2 separate regions of the Anser cygnoides genome follow, and region 1 is linked to region 2. Evidence: chromatin contacts called from public Hi-C data. All regions are on one chromosome and are shown on one strand. The core of a region is the stretch at or near the end of the contact, and the rest is flanking DNA. Distances in the headings are between cores, read along the strand shown.

Evidence for each region. A called contact is a pair of places that touch in the nucleus more often than the background predicts.
Region 1: a Hi-C map of liver shows a contact between it and region 2, with 1.8 times the contacts expected there. The contact joins the promoter of TTC1 here to the promoter of PTTG1 in region 2. A contact is called at or near these places in 3 of 7 Hi-C or Micro-C datasets (granulosa cells and liver).

The regions. Positions count from the first base shown.
Region 1 is chr14:19,521,135-19,525,387 of Taihu_goose_T2T_genome, forward strand. TTC1 (tetratricopeptide repeat domain 1) reads right to left here and starts at 2,420. Exons shown (of 8, transcript XM_048064782.2): 1 at 2,315-2,420; 2 at 1,524-1,874. The coding sequence starts at 1,865.
Region 2 is chr14:19,340,371-19,344,680 of Taihu_goose_T2T_genome, forward strand. It overlaps PTTG1 (PTTG1 regulator of sister chromatid separation, securin), which reads right to left and starts at 2,530. Exons shown (of 6, transcript XM_013178550.3): 1 at 2,391-2,530; 2 at 1,696-1,798; 3 at 1,235-1,413; 4 at 719-812. The coding sequence starts at 1,777. It overlaps SLU7 (SLU7 homolog, splicing factor), which reads left to right and starts at 2,666. Exons shown (of 14, transcript XM_048064709.2): 1 at 2,666-3,083; 2 at 3,740-3,893; 3 at 4,175-4,255. The coding sequence starts at 2,920.

The sequences.
Region 1 (4,253 bases), core at 1,170-3,669, 180 kb after region 2:
CCAGCTGTCATTCCTTGCTCAACTCTCTCTGTCCCTCATTATAATCACTTATGCAATGCTACCTACAATCCAAGCTGTGCACCTACTTCCAGTAAGGACTCTATCCCCCTTATAGGGATAAGATCACAGAACAGTTTGGGGTGGAAGTGACCTTGAAGAGCACCAAGTTCCAACCCCCCTGCCATGGCAGGGACACCTCCCACCACACCAGGTTGCCCCAAGGCCCCATCCAGCCTGGCCTAGAGCACTGCCAGGAATGGGGCAGCCACAGGTTCTCTGGGCAGCCTGGATCAGGACCTCAGCACCCTCGCAGAAAAGAATTTCTTCCTCATGTCTAGCCTAAACCTACCCTCTTTTAGTTCTAAGCCTTTACCCCTTGTTCTATCCCTATGTTCTCTGATAAAGTTCCTCTCCAGCTTTCCTGTAGGCCCCCTTTAGGTACTCTCTCCCTAGAGAGTTAACGTTCACGCCTACAGGACTATAAAATGAAGTTTGCTGAAGTCTTCCCCTCTGAAATTATGATAGGTCAAAACTCCACCTTTTCCCCAATTGCCAATAAATATACTAGTATTATTCATCAATATTTCAGTTTTTAGTATAATTAACTGCTCATCAGGGTAATGCAATCAGGTTTTAAGAGGCTGGATCAGCTCTTTGAAACGTTATTTGTTCTAAAGGCCAAGCTATAAAAACCTGGTTCCTCCTAATTTATCAGCAGTAGAGTGCTCAAGAACTGGGAGAAACACAATATACAAGTGTTCTACAGGACTTGTATGTTAGCACATAGGTTTTGATTTAGTATTTTTACTTCCCCACCGTTCACAAATTCAAGTTGCAAAAAGTTTTTTTTTTTTTAAATTATATGATGACCATAATACCCTAGAACCTTGAAAGCTAATGTCTGTCAAGTGACACCACTGACTAAGTGTCACAACAACTGGTTCACACAGACTTACTGTGGCGTAGACACTTTTAGAGGCTGCTGAACAAACCCTCAGGCCTATTTCATTATTCCTCACAAGCTCACACAGCTTGTTACCCAAACGTTTTGCCCAACATTGAAAACAAACAAAAACCAAACATTAAAGCATTTTGTTTAAAGCCTCAGTAATCTATAGGGATAAATTTCAACGTTAATCCCAAAACACTAATACATCAGCTAGCCTTTCAGATATCAAAAGTATCTTGAATACCCCCCCCCCCCCGAGTGTTTGGAAAGCATTCTGCAGATAATCTGGGGAAAACAAATAATGCACACAAACTCAGCAACGTGAAACAGGGAAAATTTTGTTTCTTACAATCTGTCTTAAGTCACAGCAACCTTACACACTGCAGAAAGCAGATAAAAACCTGCGACAGAGTGTGATGATTAGCAACAGTAAGCAAAGCTAACAAAATAACAGGTACCAAAAAGAAATTGGGAACAGTAACATTAGTCACATAAAAGAGTTTTAAAGGTCCATTTTCATGCTGGTCACAAACCATTCAGAGAAGTGACACTGAAAGTGGGTACTTTGAATTACCTGTTTTTCTTCCTCTGGCATATCTTTTTCTAGTTCCAGTAAGTATTCTTCATCTAGTTCTGTCTGCTTCCTTGTGCTATTCTCATCATTCTGTATATTCCTTTCATCATCCAGTATAGGTTCTTTCACCTCAAAGGAGTCATGACAGTCATGGAAACACTCATCTGCTATCGTGGGATCTTTGGCTGAAGATGCTGCATAGCCACTTCCCATATTTTGGGGATTGTGGATATCTTTAGGGCCAGAAGCCAACGAGCTGGTGCTCTGCGATGCCTTCTGATCAGAAAGCTTTAAGTGACCAAGTAATTCTTCAGGTGGGCTTCCATCTTTAAACTCTTCCATGTTGGAGTCCTTGGAAAGGTTAGATTTTTAGAAACGAGAAAGAAATCACCCTAAATAAGCCCAATACAGCAAACAAGTATCTAAAATGCTTATAGATACACCTAAATAACCGAGCTATTAATAGATGACATCACCCGAAGGAACCCATAGCCCCTCCAGGGGAGGAAGGCACCAGCAGACACCCCTCCCAGCCGCCACACAGCTGAGGGGGGCACCGCGCTGCCGCCACGCCCCCGTCAAGCCCAGGCCCCCCCCAGGCCCCGACCGTCCTGCAGCGGGGCCCCACCGCGTCCACCTGCAGCCCGGGGGCCCTGCCGTCCCCGCGGGCCCCCCCAAGCTGCGTGCAGCGGACCCCCCGCCGCCCCCCCCAGTACGGCCTCCACCGGGCCCGGCCACCCCCAGGCCCCGACCTGCGCCTTCTCTTCCGCCTTCCTCCACGCCCGCCTCACCTCGCGGGTCGCTTCTTGCCTCCGGGCCAGCCAATAGAAAGGGGGCGTTGCGCGCGGGGCTTGCTGGGGTTTGTAGTCGCTACGCGTTGCCGGGGTTTCGGCTTCTGACGGTTGCTGGGATTTGTAGTTCTCGGGACGTAGAGGGCGGTGCCGGCCCGCGGGCCCGCCTGCGGGAGCGGAGGGGAGGGGAGAGGGGAGGGGGGGGCGTTATAGCCCTGAGGGCAGAGCCGTGTGGAGCCTGAGTCGGAGCCCCATCAGGGCCCCGGCTGTGGCGAGGCCACAAATAAGGCCTGGGGGAGGGCTGGAGGAGGCACGTTGGGTCGAGACGCCCTCCCCTGAAAAATAAGGGTGAGGGAAATAGGGATGGCCCGGTGGGTGAGCAGGAAGAGGGCCCGGGTACTGGACCCAAGGATACTGGTCCTATTGCCTGTTCCTTTAGTGACAACAGCTATATGGCTTGTCACGGCTGTACCGCTTACAGGGCACCCTGAACTGGTTGGCTGTGTGACGAACTTCAGGTTTATATATCTTGTATTCCAGTAGCATGTGAAAACCAAATTCTGTGTAACTTAAGTACTGGAATAAAGCCCCCTGTCACCTGTCACTTTGCTTTGCATCCGGTCATTCCATACCACACAAATGTTGCGCCTCGAACTTAGAAACAAAACTGAATTTTCCACAAGTTTTGACCTAGTGGAAAGTATGCAAGGCAGCGTCTTTTTATGGAAAATCGCTGTGCCAAGCCATGGGGCAGTCAGTACGTATTCTTATGAGGCTTTCATTGCTCTAAACAGTTTTTCAGCAAGCTTTTCAACAACTAAAAGATCGCTGCAACATAGAGAGATATGTTCCAGATTCATGTTGGGTAGAATTTGTCCTGATCAGCAGGATGTGATTGAGGATGATCCTCAGTGAATATGGGTTCTTAAAAACAGAGTAATTGGTCTTTTATGAGGAAGGGGATTCCCTTTCTTCTTTGCCTTTATATCACAGCAAAATAAGCTGAGACTATTAAAGCTGTGCCAGCTCTTTATGTTACCACACACAGTTGTTAAAAACACCAAGAAATTATTAAATCTCCAGATCTCCACTGGTGGACTGAAGCATATGTAGCATATGTGAACGTCCTGGGGAGGAGATGGGTCCTTAAAAATATTTTGAGACCTGTCCTGTCTTCCAGACTTCTAAATGATATCACCATACTTTGATGCAAGTCTGAAGGGCCTGTGGGTTGTTCAGCATTTCAAAGTTAAAGTAAAAATTGAAGATCTAGATGCTAGATTCATCTTTGGTCTTAATTGGTTTGATTTGGGTTTCTAGATGAACATTTCTAGTAACTGAGTGTGTTGGTATCAGTAATGGATGTGGGCATTAAATTATATTGAAGTCCTTTGCAGTAAGTTGGCAAGAACATGGCTAGTTACAGTGAAAGCAAACAGGATGTCTTTGGCTGATTTTTTTCCCTCTCTCTCTGGATAAAAAAGTAGATTCAGCATTCTGCAACATCCCAGCTGCAGTGATTTAACCCACAAAAATGTGCCTTTTTGCTGTTCTGCTAGCACTGTAATTTATTCTGGTTTACAGAAAATATTTCTGAACCTTTACACTGTCCTGTTAAATATTGTTTCATTTGAAAAGGGAGAAGGAAATTACAGTTGTGGTACAAAATCAAGCTGTGCAGTTTTAAATTGGATAAAATGCTATTTAAAACTCCCCTGGCTGTGCAAAGAGCACAGGGGTTTGGGAAAAAAGACACAGGGTTCCATCCCCCAAAAGAATTGTACTGGTGAGAATAATACTGGGCATCAAGGGTTTCTCACGAATTCATTCTCTCATGAATCTTTACTCTAAATCTAGCAAGAAGGGCAAGCTTTCCCAGGGTCCTAGTACATTAAAGATGGGGGTGTCCCCAGGAGTCCTTTTTAGCAGAAAGGACTGC
Region 2 (4,310 bases), core at 1,280-3,779:
TTACATCTTGTAACTGAGGGTGAGGTAAATGAGGGTGCTCATTTGCAGCTACGCCTTAGCTGCCCACAAAATCTTCTATGCTAACACTTATCAAAGTGTATGTAACTGCTAGTGTAAAGCAGGAGCTTTTAGGAATTTCTTTTCAATCACTACACTGTCAACTACATCAAGCAGCACATATGTGTAAACCAACACTAAAAGTCTTCAGTACAATAGCTTTTGCACATTTAGTTCAACATAACCTGGACTGTTTGAAGGCACATTGTAAAGGACTGAGATAGCTCTCCCCACCACAGAGATGACCAGTTTTAGAAGTTTCAACTATTTTATCCTACAGAGTAGGGATTTCTCTTCAGTTACAGAGTACCATCTTGGCATACACTCTTAGGAGAAGTCTACATTCAAGTAGCCCTTTATATAGTTGCCTGCTAGATGCCATTTAATGAATTAAGAACTATAACTTGGTTATTTGGAACTAGCTTCCTGCCACTATAACAGACATGGAGACTACTACATGTTTGGAGCACAACTATTGCAGTTAAAACATTCAAACACAAATGAGGTGGTGCTTCAAAAAATGGTAAATACCCTTATGCTTAAGAATGGACTCTGGAGAAGCACATCATCAGGTTGTTTACCACTGCAGCTTGGCCATTCTTACAGCGTCAACCCTTAAAGCCTGATTCTTTGTTTTAATAATTACCCCAAGAGTTCTTACCTCCAGGATCATAGCAAAATATTTTTTCTATTTCAGGGAAGGGTTCTTCAAGTATCACATCCTGGCTCTCTAATCCAGCAGTCTTTTCAGCAACCTTAACAAGGAAAAGATACATTACTTGAGCTAATCTGTTTTTTCAATGTAGTATCCTTTTTGTCTTTTCTGTGCTGGACAGCTTTATAGACAAGAATACTGTCATACAGTCCTCAGTTACATCTAAATTCTAACACCTTCTATGCAAAGTAGCTGAAGCATTTGCCCTTATGCTGCTTCGCTTTTGTAACTGTACCATATGCACTGGCAACAAATCTCTGCTGTACAACATTTAGGCTCATTATATTAAAGCCCTGCTAATTAAAATGTGAACAAGACAGTAACTCAGGCAACATTTTCTTTAGAGCCACTTCTTTACCTTTACATATTCGCTAAGCTGTTGTATGCCTTGTATCTATGTAGGTAAGCCCTGCACCCCTTCCTTCCTTCCCACCCACCCTTATGGAAGGCAGTTGTACTTACTTTCTTTGCAGTGCAAGGTAGATTTTTCTGTCTCATCTGCTCTTTCTTGCTTGTGACTCCTACAGTCCTGTTCACGTTTCCAAGAGCCTTTCTGACAGAGTGTGATGTGGCTGGAGATGTTTTAATTGTTTTTTTAGGAAGTGGCGTACTGACTTGAGTTCTTTCAGACAAGACTTTTGCTGGGGGAGGAAAGAGCAAGCTTTAGCACCATGTCAACCCTAAAGCCTGCTTCATTAGGTGCACATGCTAGAAAGCAAATTGTCATTCTCTACTTATAATTCAGAAGCATAAGCCCTCTCTATGAAAGGCAAGTAATTTTCACTTTCATAACAATTGATAAGCTTAGTTTTATTTTTATATCTAATTAACCAGTTCTGCTCTCTATTCAAATTGGTGAATAATGAAACCCAACTCATGCATCTTACTCTGTTCCCCACTACTTTAGCAGGGCATATACGCACATGATCCTGAAGGGCGTCTTAACTGATTCTTAGCAGCACCAACTTCACCATTCTCCTTATCTAAGAAGATTAGCGTTGTCATCTTCAGGCTGGTGAGACCACTCTAGAAAGGCATACAGAGAGAGAAGGAATAAGTTCTTATTATTTCTTTCAGCACAGTTTTTAAGCAGCACTACAGGCAACAGAGCTAGTTCCAAGAAGAGGAAGATGAGAAAATCACCTGGCTTTTGTCATAGACAGCACTGAGGTTTCTGAGTGGAGAACGACGTGCTTCAAGTCATAGGAGCTTGACTAGAGACTTATGGCTGAAAGTATCCAAGCAGATAGCAAGCTCACATCCCCCATGGATTTGAGAAAGTTGCTAAGTCTCCCTAACAATCCTACACAGCAAGGCCCAATATCTTTGGGTCACTGCCTCGCTTTTCTATGGTGTTTATTGCTGCTTACCCCACCAAGGAGAGCAATACCGGGAGGGTAGCGAGGCCCTGGCACGGGCTGCCCAGAGAAGCTGCGGGTGCCCCAGCCCTGGAGGTGCTCACGGCCAGGCTGGGTGGGGCCCTGAGCAACCCGACCCAGTGGGAGGCGTCCCTGCCCATGGGGCAGCGCCCAGCGCTCCCTCGCTGCCCCCTCCCAGGGCCTGCCCGAGCCCCCAGGGCCTGCCCGAGCCGCTCTCACTGCACCCCAGCCCCACTCACCTGGGGCAGGCAGCAGCAGAACCCCCAGCTGCAGCAGCGGCGCTGGCTCTGAGGCGCCGCCCTCCCGCCACCAGCTTTTAAATCGCCTCTGCCTCTCCCATTGGCTGCTTCGACTAACGCTCAGGCACCCGATTGGCTCAGCGGCGCTAGTGGGCAGGGCAGGACCGGGCAGGAGCGAGCCCGCCCCCGACGCCGCCGCGTTGCTGCGGTGCCGGCGTGAGGCCGCCTCGGGGGGCGGTGCCTTTAAGGGGCGGGGATCGAGGAGGAGCCGCGGTGCATGGTGGGGTGGCGGCGCGGTGCTGAGGCCTAGCTGGGAGACGGGCGACAGGGAAGGCTGGGGGCGGTAGGGGTGCAGTGTCGCTGCGTCACCCCTCAGTCACCGCTCCGTCACCTCGGTGGTGTGGAGGGGCCCGTGGCGTCGCTGGAGGAGGGGAAGGGTGGAAAAGCGACGAAGTAAAGCTGCGCGAGGCGTGCTGCCCGGCGGTGTCGGGCCGGCTCCGTGCGGGGGTCTCGGTTGGAGGCACACAAAATGGCGGCTGGGGCGGCAGCCAGCGGCAGTGCCGCGGGGGGCCCGGGCGAGGTGGGCCTGGAGGAGCCCAAGAAGATGACGAGGGAAGACTGGAGGAAGAAGAAGGAGCTGGAGGAACAGAGAAAGCTGGGGAACGCGCCTGCTGAAGTGGACGAAGAAGGGAAGTAAGTTTTGTTAGCGCGCTGGTTAAAGGGGCAGGCCACAAAGCGGTCTTGTTGGGCGCGGGATGGCAGCGCTCTGGGGGGCGCTCTGCGCTGCGGGAGGAAGCTGTGCGGGTTCATGAATTTACTTTGAACGTTCCGGCCTTCCTCAGAAAACCGGCGCTTCTGCTTCCAAAACGAAGCATTCGCTGTTTACCCGGTCTGTTGGGGTGCTAGCCCAATAAATCGATGTTTACCTGATCTGTTGGGTGCTGCCCCCCTTATGCGAACCCCTACAAGGGGTGTTTTACAAGGGGTATACACAGTACTGGGGGACTTTACAGGTTGTTTATTCCTTTTCTTTGTGGCATCTACAAGGCCCCTGCTCACCATCCCATGGCCTCCGGAAAGAGAAGCATTAATGTTCTCGTTCTCAGTAACTGCATAGAATGAAGTATTTAGTTTGGAGTCAGGAGTTTAGGTGAATTAATGGTAACAAAATCTCAAGGAAGTCCGTTTGCATACTTGAGATGACCTTACTTACAGCATTATAGTTTCAGTGATTATTATCACTTTTAAAGCATTGAACTTAATGTAAGAGTTATTTGTTAGGCTAAATTGCGAGGTGTGTTTTTTATTTTTTCCTGTGCCACGTATTTATTTCATGACATCTTTTACAGAGATATCAATCCTCATATTCCTCAGTACATTTCTTCAGTGCCATGGTACATAGATCCTTCTAAAAGGCCTACGCTAAAGCATCAGAGACCCCAGCCAGAGAAGCAGAAACAGTACAGCTCTTCTGGAGATTGGTACAAACGAGGAGTTCAAGAGGTGTGCAGAATGTTTTTGTCCTGAAATAAAGGTTTTGTTTGAGGAAATAAGAGTCATTGACATCCTGCAATTTCTAGGTCTGTGTTTCTGAGGGGGGCAAGAGCTGGGAATTTGTATTCAGCAGGCATGTTCCTGTGTTTGGTGATAACCAAAATAAGCATTTTGGGTTTGGCTAGAGCATATGTGCTTTAGTGGTATTGAAAAAAATGAATTAGTTGATAGAAACACATACATGAATGTTGCCGCAAGCTTGTACAATACTTGTCTTTTCTGTTGTTTAGCATGCAATAGCTACCAGATACCGTAAAGGAGCTTGTGAGAACTGTGGTGCGTTGACACACAAAAAGAAAGACTGCATGGAGGTAAACTTGACCACTGTTGATGTTTTAATGGCTTTGAAAACAACATGAGTTCTAA